Regions from separate parts of the Zea mays genome. Here regions 2 and 3 are each linked to region 1. Evidence: chromatin contacts called from public Hi-C data. All regions are on one chromosome and are shown on one strand. The core of a region is the stretch at or near the end of the contact, and the rest is flanking DNA. Distances in the headings are between cores, read along the strand shown.

The links. A called contact is a pair of places that touch in the nucleus more often than the background predicts.
Region 2: a Hi-C map of endosperm shows a contact between it and region 1, with 2.0 times the contacts expected there. The contact joins the promoter of LOC100282585 here to the promoter of LOC103654004 in region 1. A contact is called at or near these places in 7 of 25 Hi-C or Micro-C datasets (bundle sheath, ear, endosperm and 3 more).
Region 3: a Hi-C map of tassel shows a contact between it and region 1, with 2.1 times the contacts expected there. The contact joins the promoter of LOC100193195 here to the promoter of LOC103654004 in region 1. A contact is called at or near these places in 3 of 25 Hi-C or Micro-C datasets (ear, leaf and tassel).

Annotation. Positions count from the first base shown.
Region 1 is chr4:168,157,921-168,162,845 of Zm-B73-REFERENCE-NAM-5.0, forward strand. It overlaps LOC103654004 (enhancer of mRNA-decapping protein 4-like), which reads left to right and starts at 2,509. Exons shown (of 13, transcript NM_001351141.1): 1 at 2,509-3,307; 2 at 4,180-4,229; 3 at 4,408-4,564; 4 at 4,642-4,860. The coding sequence starts at 2,582.
Region 2 is chr4:168,342,017-168,346,941 of Zm-B73-REFERENCE-NAM-5.0, forward strand. It overlaps LOC100282585, which reads left to right and starts at 2,859. Exons shown (of 3, transcript NM_001291611.1): 1 at 2,859-3,166; 2 at 3,277-3,336. The coding sequence starts at 3,073.
Region 3 is chr4:167,986,302-167,991,226 of Zm-B73-REFERENCE-NAM-5.0, forward strand. LOC100193195 reads right to left here and starts at 1,870. Exons shown (of 5, transcript NM_001138350.1): 1 at 1,564-1,870.

The DNA of each region.
Region 1 (4,925 bases), core at 1,259-3,758:
CCTCGGGGATACGATTCCTCATGGTCTGAAATCTTTTGAGGTATGACCGGAGAGTCTCATCCCCTCGGCGCTTGATGGATTTGAGGTCCCATGGCTGCACCGGTTTGTCGGAGAGAGATTGGAAGTTGGCGGTGAAGCGCTGACTGAAATCACTCCAGTCGTCGATGCAGTGTCGGGGTAGGTGTCGCAGCCATTGCAGTGCATCCTGCCCGAGAACGATAGGCAAGTACGCAGTCATCACATCTTTGGTCGCCCCAGCGGCTCGAGCGGCAGTGGTGTAGACGGCCAGCCAGCCTCCCGGATCCTGCTTAGGTTCATATTTGTCGATGTTGGAGACCTTGAAGTTAGGGGCCACTGAATGGCCCTGAGGCGTGGAGTAAGCGCTGATACTCCACATGTGTATTCTTGTCGTCGATGATGATGTCTGTCCCGGGGAGGTGAGTGGTTGTCGTGGTGCCTCGACCGTCCCCGGGTGGTGCCACCAGTCGAAGCCGTTGCCGACTCAGTTCTGGTGTCCTGACTCCGTGCCGGGATGTCGTGATCCCGGTCATACTCTTCTCGGCGACGGATCTCGTTCTTGTGTCGTCGTTCGCGTGAAGCGTTGATGGAGCTTCGTGCGTCCCGCCGACTGTTGATGGCGTGTCATAGGTCGCTCGGCGGATGAGCGAGGGGTAGAAGGTGGTTGGCCGCCCGAGTGAATAGTCGTCGATAGCCCTCGGCGTCTGGAGTCCGGGGGAGGCCATCAGCTATCCGAGCCAATACTCCACCAACTTCGCTCGGTGTGTTCATGCCTCGGGCGAAGTCGGGGTTCAGGTTGCGTCCGAAAAGTGGATTTTCTCGACGTTGGCTCGCTTCCTGCTCGACCTACTCTTGAGCTTGCCGACGGTCACGTCGCCGGGAATTCCTCCTTTCCCTGAAGACCCGTTCCTCTGGAGTTTCTCCTATCTCCGAGATCTCGTCTCGCGATACGGGCTGCGCCGGGTCCCGCTCCCCGGCCTCGTGATGTCGTCGAATGTTTCGGCGTCGGTTTCTTTGTCGGCGGGATTCCCGCTGAGGAGGTTCTTCCCCGGGCGCAGTTGGTTCGTCGTCGGAGACGGGGGGGCGACTCCACTCTCCCGATGAAGAGGACGTCGGGGTAGAAGGGAGCTGCCACTGTGACGAGCTTCTTTCCATTCTCCTTTGAGGACGGAGGCACCAAAAGAGCAGTTTGACAATCCTTTACCTTGTTCACTTCCTTTTTCCTTGTGATTTGTGTCCATTTTTTCGTCAGAGAGGTGAACAACGGAGTTCTCTGGGTAGACGGACCCTCGGCTCCCAGCTTACCGAAGGTGGTCTTTGCCCGGAGCGCTGGAGGTTGCACTTTTTCCTGCTTCGCTCCAATTTTCCCGAAGATTTTTGAGGAAGACTTTCTCTCCGGTGGATCCGCGATGCGATGCAGAGTTCCTTCCTCATCTGCTACGGACGAAATGGTTCCGAAGCAGAACACGGACCCGGGGCGGAGGACAATCTTGTGCTGGAAAGTGACGGCCATTGAGCTAGCTTGGATCAGTGCACACCCCCTACCTGGCGCGCCAGCTGTCGGTGTTTTGGGTCCGGCTGCACACCCGGGGTTGTCCCTCGAGGTGCTTTTTGGAGTAGGACGGTGTTACCGACTGTAGCTCGATGGTTCGTGCTAATGCACGAGAGGCAGTGGACAATTTTGTATAGGTTCGGGCCGCTTTGAGATGCGTAACACCCTACGTCCTGGCGGGAGTACTTTATGTGGTAGGTTACAGTGAGGTTCTCTAGTGTCGAAAACGTAGAGAACCGGGTGGATGGCTAAGTGGTGAGATGCTTTTGAGGGGGTGCCCCCTAAGCCTTATATACTCGACCGTGGAGCGTTACATGCGGATATGATAACAACGTGTGCCTAAGTAATAGTGAACTGACTGAGTCTATCTTCCTATATTCCAGCCGACTTATCCCCGCTCGGTTCCGACGTATGAGGCCCTTGCGCGGGAAGGTCGGGTCTCTGTTGCGGTCGCAGTTCAAACTCGTCGGACCGTCTGGGTTTGCGTCGGTCTGCTTCATTAAACGTTCCTCCCCAGGCCCACGAAGGAACGACCTTGCGAATTATTGGGCCCACGGGTCTTTCGCGAGATTTTTTACCCTTCCGGTGGACCCGGGGATATCTGTCCCCATAGGTAGAACAACAACTCTTGATTCCACTGGGTATCGTTGTTCTGACTGTAGCTGGATATGACACAAATTCAGGTAAATTTTACAACTCAATCACATTGTATAAAAGTGTTATTTTTTCTTAATTTCGTTTCAAACATTTTATACTTACTGTGTATTATATATTAACTTATACATAATATTTATGTATATTTAAAATCTTAGATACGAATTTGATATCGCGCATAGTATGTGAAAAAACCAATAAAAAATGACCATAACGGTAGGGTGCAACGCGAAATGACAAGCACCTCCACTCCAACTGAATTTACCCCCTTCCACGGCACCTCCAGTCCACTTCGTCTTCCTCTCTTCCCCAGTTCAGATCTACTCCATTGCCACCTTCCTCTCCCGGCCGCTTCTCATGACGTCTCCGAGCGAAAACCCTAACCCTAATCCTAATACACCATTTGAGATCGGGAAGCTTTTCAGGCCAACGAATCCCATGCCCAACGCCACCCCCAACCCCATCTTCCCCGGCGTCGCTGGAGGCCCGGCGCCATCCGGCCCCTACTCCTACCCTCCGGTGACCCCGCCCTTCCACCGCGGACCCTACATCCACTACCCGCAGGACCCCCACGCCATGACCCGCCCAGTTGTCTCCTTCCCCATGCCAAACCCAAACCTCAACCCCAACCCGAACGCTAACCCCAACGCCGTCGCCCCGGGCCCCAACCCCGGCGCGCGCCTCATGCAGCTGCTCGGGAACTCCGGGCCGACACAATTCGAGACCGCCGTCTCCATGCCCCCGCCCACATCGGAATTCGCACAACTGCAGTTGCTCCCAGCGATGCCATCCGCGCCGCCGGCCAGGATGCTGAGCAGCACCAGCAGCAAGGTGCCCAGGGGGCGGTTACTTGGCACCGGGGAACGAGCGGTGCACGATGTTGACTCGAGGCTGCCCGGGGAAGCGCAGCCACCGCAGCTGGAGGTAACACCGATTACCAAGTACACATCGGATCCCGGGCTCGTGCTGGGCAGACAGATCGCTGTGAACCGGACGTACATCGTGTATGGCCTCAAGCTCGGTAACATCCGTGTGCTGAACATCAACACCGCACTCCGTTCACTCCTCCGTGGTCACACACAGGTATGCGCATGCAGGTTAAGGATACGCTTGGATTGAAGAGTGTTTAAATCTCAAATAGATCAAAAACTCCTACAATACATCTCAATCCACTCCAATCCCTCTCATTCCTAGATTACCCAAACTAGGCCTAATAGATATAGTCGTTGGTTAGTATTGTGTATAAATGTTCAGACTAATGACCAGCCAACAGTTTCATCTTATGTACATAGTCCGACTGAGTTAAAAGTGGCATGGCGTTGTGGTGAAATCTTGAAGAGGAACCTGTTGCCATGAGATAGTCACACAGTTTGTAATTAAGCATATTGATGCACATCTTGTTTCTTGTGCCATGCTCAACTGCATGTGTCGTATATGGCTTCATATTATAGATTGTTACTTCTGTTTTGGCCTTTTGGGTCCATTTCTTGTTTGATTCCATTATGAGATTGATAAGTTAACCGTTTCAAACCGATTAACAGGGAGGCTCGATTCATTTTTTCCGTTTGCTTGTGTGTTAGTATAATAGAGCTGAAATAGTGTTGTATATGTGTGTTGTGAGGACACTTAGTTTGTTCAACATACACAATTGTTTTTAATCTAGTGAGGCGAGCTTGAAGAAAATAGTTGTATATGTAGTTATTATTTTCTCAGTGAATTACTCGTGCACACAACTCATCCACATAAATATTGGTTTAATAACACAGATGATGAGATGTGTGACATGTTGTTCAATTCTAAGCACTGAAGTAAAATCAGTGATTTTGTATGTTGATTTTTGTTAGTTTTTTAACATGGTTATGTGCTCATGTTTTCCCTTGTGAATTCATTAATTTTACTCAGCACGTGACTGCATTTGTTTGATCTATCCTGTTGCCATTCTGTGTTTGCCGCAGAGGGTGACAGACATGGCTTTCTTTGCTGAGGATGTCCATCGTTTGGCAAGGTACTAATACAAAATGATGGGTGTTCAGTTACCACTGCACTAACCAGTGATCTGTTTGCTGGCTATTATCTGGTTATCTACTATTGCATTTTGGAATTATCTTGTTGCTTCTAGTATATACATATTACTTTTAGTAGACTACAGTCTCCATGTTCTAATTTGCTTCGGATTTCTACAGTGCGAGCGTAGATGGGCGGATATTTGTGTGGAGGATAGATGAAGGGCCCGATGAGGAAAACAAACCACAAATTACTGGAAAGATTGAAATCGCCATCCAGATTGTAGGTGAAGCTGAAGCTTACCATCCAAGGATATGTTGGCACTCACATAAGCAAGTAAAGCCTTACATAACACCCCTCAATATTTTTTTTGCGCATCAACCTACAAAGTGACTTCAACCTGTATCCTGCAGGAGATTCTTTTTGTTGGGATTGGGAACTGTGTCTTAAGAATAGACACAACTAAAGTGGGTAGAGGAAAAGACTTTACTGTGGAAGGACCTGTAAAATGTCATCTTGAAAAGCTTATTGATGGTGTCCGCTTAGTTGGTAAGCATGATGGTGGTGTGACTGATTTGTCCATATCTCAATGGATGAGCACCCGCCTGGCTTCCGGATCCAAGGATGGCACGGTTTGTACGAAGCTTACTACTTTTGTCATTGAATATTTTGCAAAACTGCACTCTGTTGATTTGAA
Region 2 (4,925 bases), core at 1,609-4,108, 180 kb after region 1:
AGATTCGAGTCGTCGGGCCTTTTCTCTTCTAGGTCCTGCTACAAGGTTCTGTTTGTGGGCTCCATCACCTTCGAACCTTGGAAAAGACTTTGGAAATCTTGGGCTCCTCCTAAGTGTAAGACCTTTTTATGGTTAGCCATGCAGAATAAGTGTTGGACAGCTGTCAGGTTGCAAAAAAGAGGTCTTCCCCATCCGGAAGCATGCCCTTTCCGTGAACAAGAGCAAGAAACAGTTCAGCATCTGTTGACTGGTTGTGTCTTCGCCAGGCAGTTTTGGCATAGCATCCTCTCCCCCTTCGGTATGGGCCACTTAACTCCAGGGCCAGAGGATACTAATTTTGCTGATTGGTGGGGACTAGTGACCATTCAGGTGCACAGAAGCAAGAGAAAGGGAGTCAACAGTGCCATTATTTTGGGAGCATGGTGCCTTTGGTTGCATAGAAACAGAGTTATTTTCGATGGAGATTTACCAACCATTGGCAAGGTGCATAGAAGCTTCGTCGACGAGCTATCCTTATGGGTGCTGGCTGGTGCCAAGCACCTCGGAAGCCTTGGGCTTGCTGCTGCTCTAGGCGCAGCAGGCCCGACTTAATTTTTTTCTTGGTCGTCTTTTTGTATCTTAGTCCTATGGATAGTTTTATTTATGCTTGTGTGGTTTTTTGTACTGGTCCTCTTGGACCTTAATTTCCCCTTCTTCTTAATATAATGATGCGCAACTCTCCTGCGTTTTTCGAAAAAAAAAGTATATGGGGAAGGTAATCATATGTCTAGCCCTGATTCTAGCTTACCAAAACTGACTAACAATTTGAAATAGGAGATGTGATGAGAGATAGGACGGGTACCAAAACTGACTAACAATTTGAAATAGGAGATGTGATGAGAGATAGGACGGGTAAGCTGCTAGAGACAACCTTATGGGGTGGAGGGAGTAGTAATTATTCATGTGGTACTGTTCACTCATTGTTATTGATTTAATTAATAAAGCCATTTTCTGTTCATCTGATATCTGTTTGATATTTGTTCTTGATTTGCCAGTTAACTTGTTTTCATTATTTGATAATACTAGTTATTATCATTAGATCTGATAAACTTATTTACTTTTTCTCATTTTTGTCGTTTTTTTTTTCAAATGATATACAATGTAGCTACGTGGTCTTTTTGTTTCTTTTCTTCCAGGTATTGCATGCAACAGTTATCAAACAAATGCAGATGGCAGAAACCTTGGAAGCAGTAACGGAGCCTGATCTTAGGGTAAGCATGACATATCATGCAATTGTTAGTACACTATCCCGTCTTCGGATCCATAATATCCTGTTCAGGTTGGCATGGATTAAGTTATTTCTGCCTTAGATATACTGATATTATAGAACATATGAATTTGGAACCATCATATGTATCTCGTAATAGTCACACTTGTGCATGCTAACTTTTTTTTTCTTCATTTTTTTTGGTACAGCGGAGGAAATTTTGTACATAATACACTTACCTGCAATGTACAGAAACAAAAGGGCTATTTACTAACGTCTGCTGCCTGACAGAATTGAACTAGATCGCTTGGTACTTGTACATGGCCCGATGGCCGCCCTTTGCGATTATCTTTCTCACTATTCTCAGTCTACTATAGAGATGAGTGCCATGGCATGGTAGCCTCAATAACAACAGATATAGTTTACTTGTGATAAACTGAAGAGATAGTCATGAACAGCGTCCTGGAAAATCACCAGATACTGCCCAATCTGAATCTATAGAGCTAAGGGAATTCTGTCTGTGTTATGCTCCTCTAAGTGCTGAGCCTCCTGATCTGATGTATGTATCTCAATGCTCCGTGCGTTTTCTTTTCCTTCTTTTTTCAGAACATTTAGTTTCACCCGGAATTCAATCGATTTTTTTGGTTGGTGGATACTGTATGAACATCTGATTGAACATGGATTTCTTAGAACTTTGCAACTAACCAAAATTTAGTGAACACGGTCAAGTGCTTGTATGTGTGCATTTAGACTCTAGCTTAGCTTGATTGATGAGGAATGATGTTCGTCTACATCATGAGTCAAGAGCTGTCCGCTAATTGGAGACGCACGGAACTGAGCTCTCAAATAGACCATAGCCAGTTGCGAGAGGTCGAGTCGTTTTCTGTTAGCCCATGTCCAGCAACAACTGGGGAATGGGGGAGGAGGTTGGGTGAGTGCCATTAGGCTATCTATATTAGTCTTGCTCGTTGCATACCTTATTTCAAACTCTACCTCTACTATGTAAATAATGGTAAATAATGCAGTCTGCTCTATGCACGATCTTTTTGCCACAATCTTAAAAATGACATAGGAAAGAAGACCATAGAGATGATAATAATCAATATCAACATAGTCTTTTAGTCCCAAACAAGTTATGATAGGCTAGAATTAAAACCAACAAGATGTCACCAAAAATAGAAAGAGAAAGAAGAGGAAAAAAAACTTTTGAGAGCACTAAAAGAAAAAAAAAGGCATAATCACGGTTCAGGTGTATGGATAGATTCTTTCTAAACACTTCTATCAAACACAACTCCATTGCAGAGATATAACTTTATACACTTGAAAATATACTATGCTAAAACCATGTATATAAAATAGAACGATAATTTGAGATAGAGAGACTACAGTAATTACAGTAGCAGTGAAGGTATATGCTTAAAAGAGCACCTAATGCAAATGACCGTCTTTGATCGTCCATGATCCTCATCACTGTCTCCCTCCAGCCCAGCTACAGGCCTACAGCTAGCGTGCCCTGCCCCCTGCCAACCTCGCCACCGTCACATAGCGGGAGAGGAAACAGGGAATCACCAAACAAACCGCGTTTGCTCCGCGCCTCCACTCCACCCCGCGACGCTAATTAACTCCTCCAGCTGTAAACCTGCAACACTTGGGTTGGAGGCTAGAGCTTGCAAACACCACCAGCGAAGACGTCGTGGCGCGCATGTGGGCGGTCTCTGCACCCGGCGTCCCACCGCCACCGCTACTGTCGTAGTCCTAGATCCGACCGCCTCACGAGCTACATTCCCTCGAGGCCGGCCTTCCTGGTGTCTCAGCAGCGGCGGCGCATGGCGATGGCTGCGGGGCGTGGGCTCTTGGCCCTCTTCTCGGTCGTCGTAGTGGCTGGGCTCACCTCTGCGGCGAATGGTCCTTTCCTGTCCGGTACGACTTGTTTGCTCCGGTGTTTCTTGCTGTCTGTTTCGCTTTTCGGTTTCGTAGCTGATGGCGATGGGCTGGTTGCCTGCCTGGTTCTGTTTGCTCTGCATGAGCAGATAGCGTCTTCCAGCCGAGCGCCGGATCTACAGGGAGGAGCTTACTGCAGGCCAAGAACAGTACGTTTCATCTTTTGCTTTCTCCTTTGACAACCTCAACCTGCGATTGGCTCGTGGCTTGGGTGATTTTGATCTGAGATTGGGAGTTATGTGCTGGCGCACCCCTCACATTGATGGCATAACAGTTTGGGTACAAACTAGATTGCACAACCTCTTGGAAGAGGGATGGTGAATCGGAATTGGGTAGAAGGAATATAGCTCTAGACCAAGGGAGAAGGAACCGGAGGAGGAATATGAAGAGGACATGTCTCTGTATTCAATTCATCGAGTTATCCTTTCTGATGCAGCTTCTCTTCTTGTGGTGTTGCCCTTCAGTTGCTTGAGCCAGTAGGCAACATGGCTCATGGCGCAACTCCAGCTCATACCTAGGATGATTCCTCACATTCTTCCTTCCATAAAAAATTGACTTGACCTCAACTCCATGCAAAAATGGCAAACCACCGGTATCCCACACCTGTGGTTCTTCAGTGCTATGCCTTGACTTTGCTCCATTTGTCTTTTTTCAGTTGTTTCACATTCAACTCCCTGCAGCTCTGGCAACTCCTTTGTTGTACATTGACAGACCTTTATCTTCATGGTTGCCCAGACTATTCTGATGCAGTTGTTCCTCTGAGATGGACTAAGAGCGGATGCTTAGCCAATTTCAATGTTCAGAGCTTGACAATAATAAAATTAGTGTGCTTGGATTCTTCTACAAGACAAGCTCCTCACTGCGAACAATCTTGCCACTAGGGGCTGGCCACACCATCCGAACTGTTCCCTCTGCAATGGGCACCTAGAGACTGGCCTTCAACTCTGTTTGCATTGCCCTCTCGCCCGTGCTGTGTGGGATCAGATTCTAGCTTGGGAAGGTATGACCCTCCCTGCCCTGACGGACCCTGCTCGCTTCTCTAACATTAAGGACTGGTGGGAAGGAGCATCCTCCCTGCTCCCAAAAACCCAAAAGCGCGACTTCAACGGCATCGTGATATACACCATGTGGAACTTATGGAAGGAGAGAAACAGGAGGATCTTCGAAAACAGCTCCGTAACCCCTATCCAGGTTGCCTTGAGGATCAAAGAGGATGTTTTAAGTTTTAGGAGGGCTATGTCTATCGTGTAATTGAGATGTTGATGCGCCTTTGCAGCTAGCTGCTCTGTGTGGGTCTGCTGGGATCGTTCCTCCCGCCGTGTGTGCTGCGATGTCTTGTATCTGGTCCTCGGACCTCGTCTCTTGTTTTCCGAAACCTTTCTCCCTTAATATATAGGCAGAGCTCCTGCCATTTTATTCAAAAAAAAAAGATTTAGGTGCACAAGTTTGAAACTTTTTAAAGGTAGAAAACCCTGCAAAAAGAACCACTTTTTAACTACTACAATCTTATAGGGAGATAACAAACTTCATTCTCTTCCTGTGTCATTCTCATGCCACTGCCACCAGAAATTACCCTCTCAATCTTGTAGTGCCTTTCAAGCACATGCCAGAAGCCCAGAACAGACACACCATGCATCTGCATATCTCCTGGATCCCATTGCCCTTGTACTTTCCTCATAATTTGTAAGCATGGCATGAATCTCACTGCCAACAAGAGGAAGCTTACAAATAATTCTGC
Region 3 (4,925 bases), core at 620-3,119, 170 kb before region 1:
GAAAAATTGGCAACTTTTCCCCAGGCCATGCAAACAGATACCTATTCTGTTCCACATCAGCAAAAATATGCATCTACATACACTCTGCCACGAGCTAGTGACAGTCTTATGATAACACTAGGGATGGTAATGGATTACAATCCAAATGCTTCTTCACAAAATGGTAGGGCCTGATCCTAATATGATCCGATCATTAAATCTTATAGTGTAAAATTTAGAGCTCATTGTCACCCATAGATAACACAGAACCGCTCCCTCATTTAGCTACATAGGACGCTTCCCCTGAGGCCCTCACAGAAAATTTGAGATTTAGATATTCTTCCTATATCTGTCAGCCAGCGCATTAGATAACTACAAGAAGTTTCAGAATAGAAGTACAGACATGTAATCTAAGGGGGCTTCCATAATTTGGGACTACGCTATTGGCAAAGCATATAATCTCTGTAAAGCATAAGGGGGAGGTAAGCAGAGTAAATTCAAAAGACCTTCAAATAGAGTGACCATAATGCATTTGGTACCACCGAAAGATAGAGTGATGAATAGTCATCTTGGAGACAAACAAACGCTTTTATTGCAATTGGCATCAATGCTCTGAAGAAGTCAAGAGTCTTTCATGCCAGCTTAGCACAGCATATCAGCACATAGGAGTGACTGAGTGAGTGAGAGACAAATAGGACGAAGTGCAACCAAACTTTTTGCGACCTCTATTGCAAATGGCTCCCTGGTCCCAAGTTATCATTTTAAGTGGCATGTTCATATCTTGGCATATCGAATGGACGCTTTCCATGCACATGACCGGTAAGTGTGGCACAGAATAAGTGGCCATATGCCAAACTTCAGGTACAACAAATACAGGTGTTAAGCACCAGTGCACCACTAACCCTCTCTTTTTTCCCTCTATCTGGTCGCTTGCCGGCTACTCGTGGAAGGCTGGAAGCCAGCGGACTCTCTGCGCCACTCAAATAAACGCGGCAAATTTCGCTCAAGAACAGTCAAATTCACGCTGCAAAAGGATTCCCTTTCGACGCAGATGAATAGTTGCCGCTTTGAACAGAAGGGACAACAGAGTACAGACACGTACAAGCAAAGCGCGAATATACTATCATCACTATTCGATATTCACGCGTCAGTAGGCAAAAGCAACCTTTGTAAAAGAACAGATAAAACCCTTTCCAGATGAACTGGCTGCAGATACAAGCAATTAGACGGGGTTAATCAAGACTTTAGCAGCTGAGGCCGCCTGCGCAAGGGCGAAATCAAACAAACCGAACCACTCGCGTACGGTCTACGCGACACGGAATAAAAACGTGAAGTGTCCGCAAAGAGGAAAGAAAGGAAAAAAAATAGAGTTCAGACTTGTCAGCCCAACACACTACACCCATACACGTCGAACTCCCTGGAACACCGACGAGCTAAATAAACAAGGACGGTAGACCAAACACTCAATCCCCGATCGAAGAAGCAATAGACTCCTCACCCAAATCCGTCTACCCCTTGCATGGACGGCACCGAATGTCTGAATCCAAGCTCGCGATGAAAACAGCAGCCAGAAAGAGCGCTCACCGACCGTGTCGCGGCGGCGCTTCTGCACAGAGCTCGGATCCAACCAACCCGCACGGGCGCGTCCGAGGCGCGGAACCACCGTACCCAGCGGCGGAGCAGCGGGGAGAGAGATCGAGAAGCTTTCGCTGTTGCCGCGCCGGTAAAGAAAACAAGCTCCTTCTGCGAGAGGACTAGGAGGAGGTTTTGCCAACACGTCGAGCAGAGCAGGGGTCGGCCGGGTCCGGGGGATAAGCGAGGCGAGGGGGACGGGGCGCGGGGAGGAGAATGGGATGGAACACGTGGAGAGTGGAGACTGGAAGAGGACGTGATGAGGGGGGAAGTGGAAGGGGGATGAGGGCGGGCGGAAGTGGGCCCACCTCGCGGCGCGGGACCCGGGAGGCGGGAGTGCCCTTTTTGCGCTTTTCACCAGGGGCGGGGCCGTCATTTGCCTGCGCGCCGAGGATAACGGAGCGGAGCGCTCGGGCAGGCGCCACGTGCGCTGTGCTTTTCGCCAAGTGGCGGTGGGCCGCGCTCTCACCCGCCCACTGGCGCTCCCTCCCTCTGACCCCTGGCCTGGTTTTCACTCCACTACAAGAAACTAATAAATATTCGTGGGTTAATTTAAGAACGTGGGTACCGACGTTCTTAATTGAGTTAAGTTCATGAGTTAATTTAAGAACGTGGGTACCGACGTTCTTAGTTTAAATTCGTGCGTCCTAGCTAAAACCGTCGAACTTATCGTATTAGGGACGTGAGTACTCACGTTCTTAAATTAAGTTCGTGGGCCACGTGGACACCGTCGAACTTATCCCAAAAACCTAAATCCCTAGCGACCCACGCGTCTCTCTTCTTTCTCGCCTACGCGCGCGCCGCCACCAACCCGCTCCTCCACCGCGCCCCCGCCGCCACCGCTCCTCCACCGCGCGCCACCGCGCCCGCCGTCACCGCCCCACCGTGCGCCCGCCAGCCCCCGCTCCTCTACCGCGCGCGCCGCCGCCACCGCTCCTCCACCGCGCCCGCCCACCGTAGACATCGACAACAACAGGTTCTACGTCGACATCCATCGCTGGATCGGGACCTTCGTTCTGGCGCTGAAGATCCTTAGGCTCAGCTCGAACAACTTCAGCGGCCAGATCCCTCCGGAGCTGTCGCAGCTCTCGCAGCTCCAGCTGCTGGACCTAGCCCACAACGGACTGACGGGGCTGATCCTGAGAGAGCTGGGAGACCTGGCTTCCATGAAGCACCCCAAGATCAACTCCAGCACAGGATCGCTGGACGGGTCCATCTACCAGGATCGGATCGACATCATCTGGAAGGGGCAGAAGCTCAGGTTCCAGAGGATACTCGAGCTGATGACAGGCATCGATCTGTCGGGCAACTCCTTGTCGCATTGCATCCCTGACGAGCTCACCAATCTCCAAGGCCTCCAGTTTCTGAACCTGTCGAGAAACCGTCTGTCGTGTGGAATTCCTAGCAGCATCGGAAGCTTGAACGTTCTTGAGTCACTTGACCTCTCGTTGAACAAACTGTCAGGAGCCATTCCTCCAGGGCTAAGCAATATGTTGTTCCTCTCGTTGAACAAACTGTCAGGGTTGTACTACCGTGTGATCGCTGGAGTCATTTTTGGGTTCTGGCTGTGGTACGGGACGCTCTTCTCCGTTGCGAAGTTGAGGTGCTCTTTCTTGTTTGTTGATCGCGTACAGTACAGAGTTATGCAGAAGGTGCGTCCTACCAATCATTTTTTTTATATCCAAAGATTTTGATGAACTGCTCAAGATGGCAGCTGCCGACAAAAGGTTTGTGCTTGTGTTCACTTCTTATCATGTAATTATGGCCTAATTTATCCATGCTTGTCGTGCGTGTTACCCTGTTCAAAATGTATGGAAAACTGTAGTGTGCCTTTTATTTTTATATTGAAACAATACCTTAATTAGTTAATTCCATCAGGGAAGAGTTAGAAGTATTTACAAAAGAGGTCATTCGCTTTGGAAACTATTGCAAGGATCCTCAGTGGCATAACTTGGACCGCTACTTTGAAAAGTATAGTTTTTTTCTCAGTACCTGAGTTTGTGGACGCGTTTACTTTAGGCTACTAACTTTATTTCTGTTTGTATTCCATTAGGCTGGCATCCGAACTAGCCCCACGAAGTTATCTGAAAGGAAAAGCAGAATCAGTGATGCAAAAACTGGTTACATGTGTTCAAAATACAGTTGTAAGGATGGCCTGATTTGTTTGGCTTCAATGTCTTATTTGCTAGCCTATCTGAACTTGCTTGAGAATAAAATGATTTTATTCATGTGATTTCCAGTTACTTATTTCATAATATACAATTCCATTTTGGCTGCTTCTGTATCGAAGCCACATGAATTAGTAGTCAAAAGTGACGCCAAATGCTATCTACGTATATTTTTTCTGAAGTGGCTAGGAGAAGTATAATTGTATTATTTGGATAAGGAATCCCTACTTCCCTAGCACCATTGATGAATTTGTGTATTTTTGTCATCGGCCAATTTGGCCTTCTTATTCTGGTTATTAGCATCACATTACTTATTTTTTTTCCTACTTTTTTGCACTCAGGAATCATATCATGAATTGCATGCTTTGGATAGATTGGAACATGATTATCGCCTTAAACAGAAAGAATAGGATGGTTTGAGTTTAAGAGGTTAGTTTTATCAACTTCAAATGAGGAATTAAATAAAAATTATGGCTGCAGTAACTTGTCTCAGATTCTGCTCAATTTCCACGGGCATTTAAGCAGTAGGATATAAAATTCTGCACTTTTCTGAATGATACATTGACATTTACTTCTACATCTCATCCCATTCTGTGAGTAGAGTTACTTTGAACTTTTAATGAATTAGGGTCTACCTGTGATTCCTTTGCAGGAGACAGTCTGGATATACTGAAGCAGGAGACGATTCTTGATTGTGGTGTTTTGTTGAAACATTAAACAAAATTTCTTTGTCCTAATGATATTTCTTGTGTTTACTTTATCATTGCAGACAGACCCACCCTGGTAACCCCATGTATGCTATGGGAATTGAGAATACATTCTGATGTATTTGGTTAAATCTATCATTCTTATTCCTGCAATCAGTTGATCCAAGAGGTCAAATACTTTTACCTTTGACCAAATATGTGCAAGAAAATATTGATACTTAGGGACACACAATTATTATTTTTTGTTTATCATGCTTTCCTATATCTTTGTGTACATCTGATTTAATGCCAGTTGTATATTTATGAGAATTTTAGTTTATTTTGTAGGATTTCGGCTCTCATCAAGTGACTCCTCCCCCTCACGATGACTTTGCGGACATATGTCTCAATTCTAGTGGTGGAGCTACGAACAACATTCCGATGTCCTGATCGAGAGCGA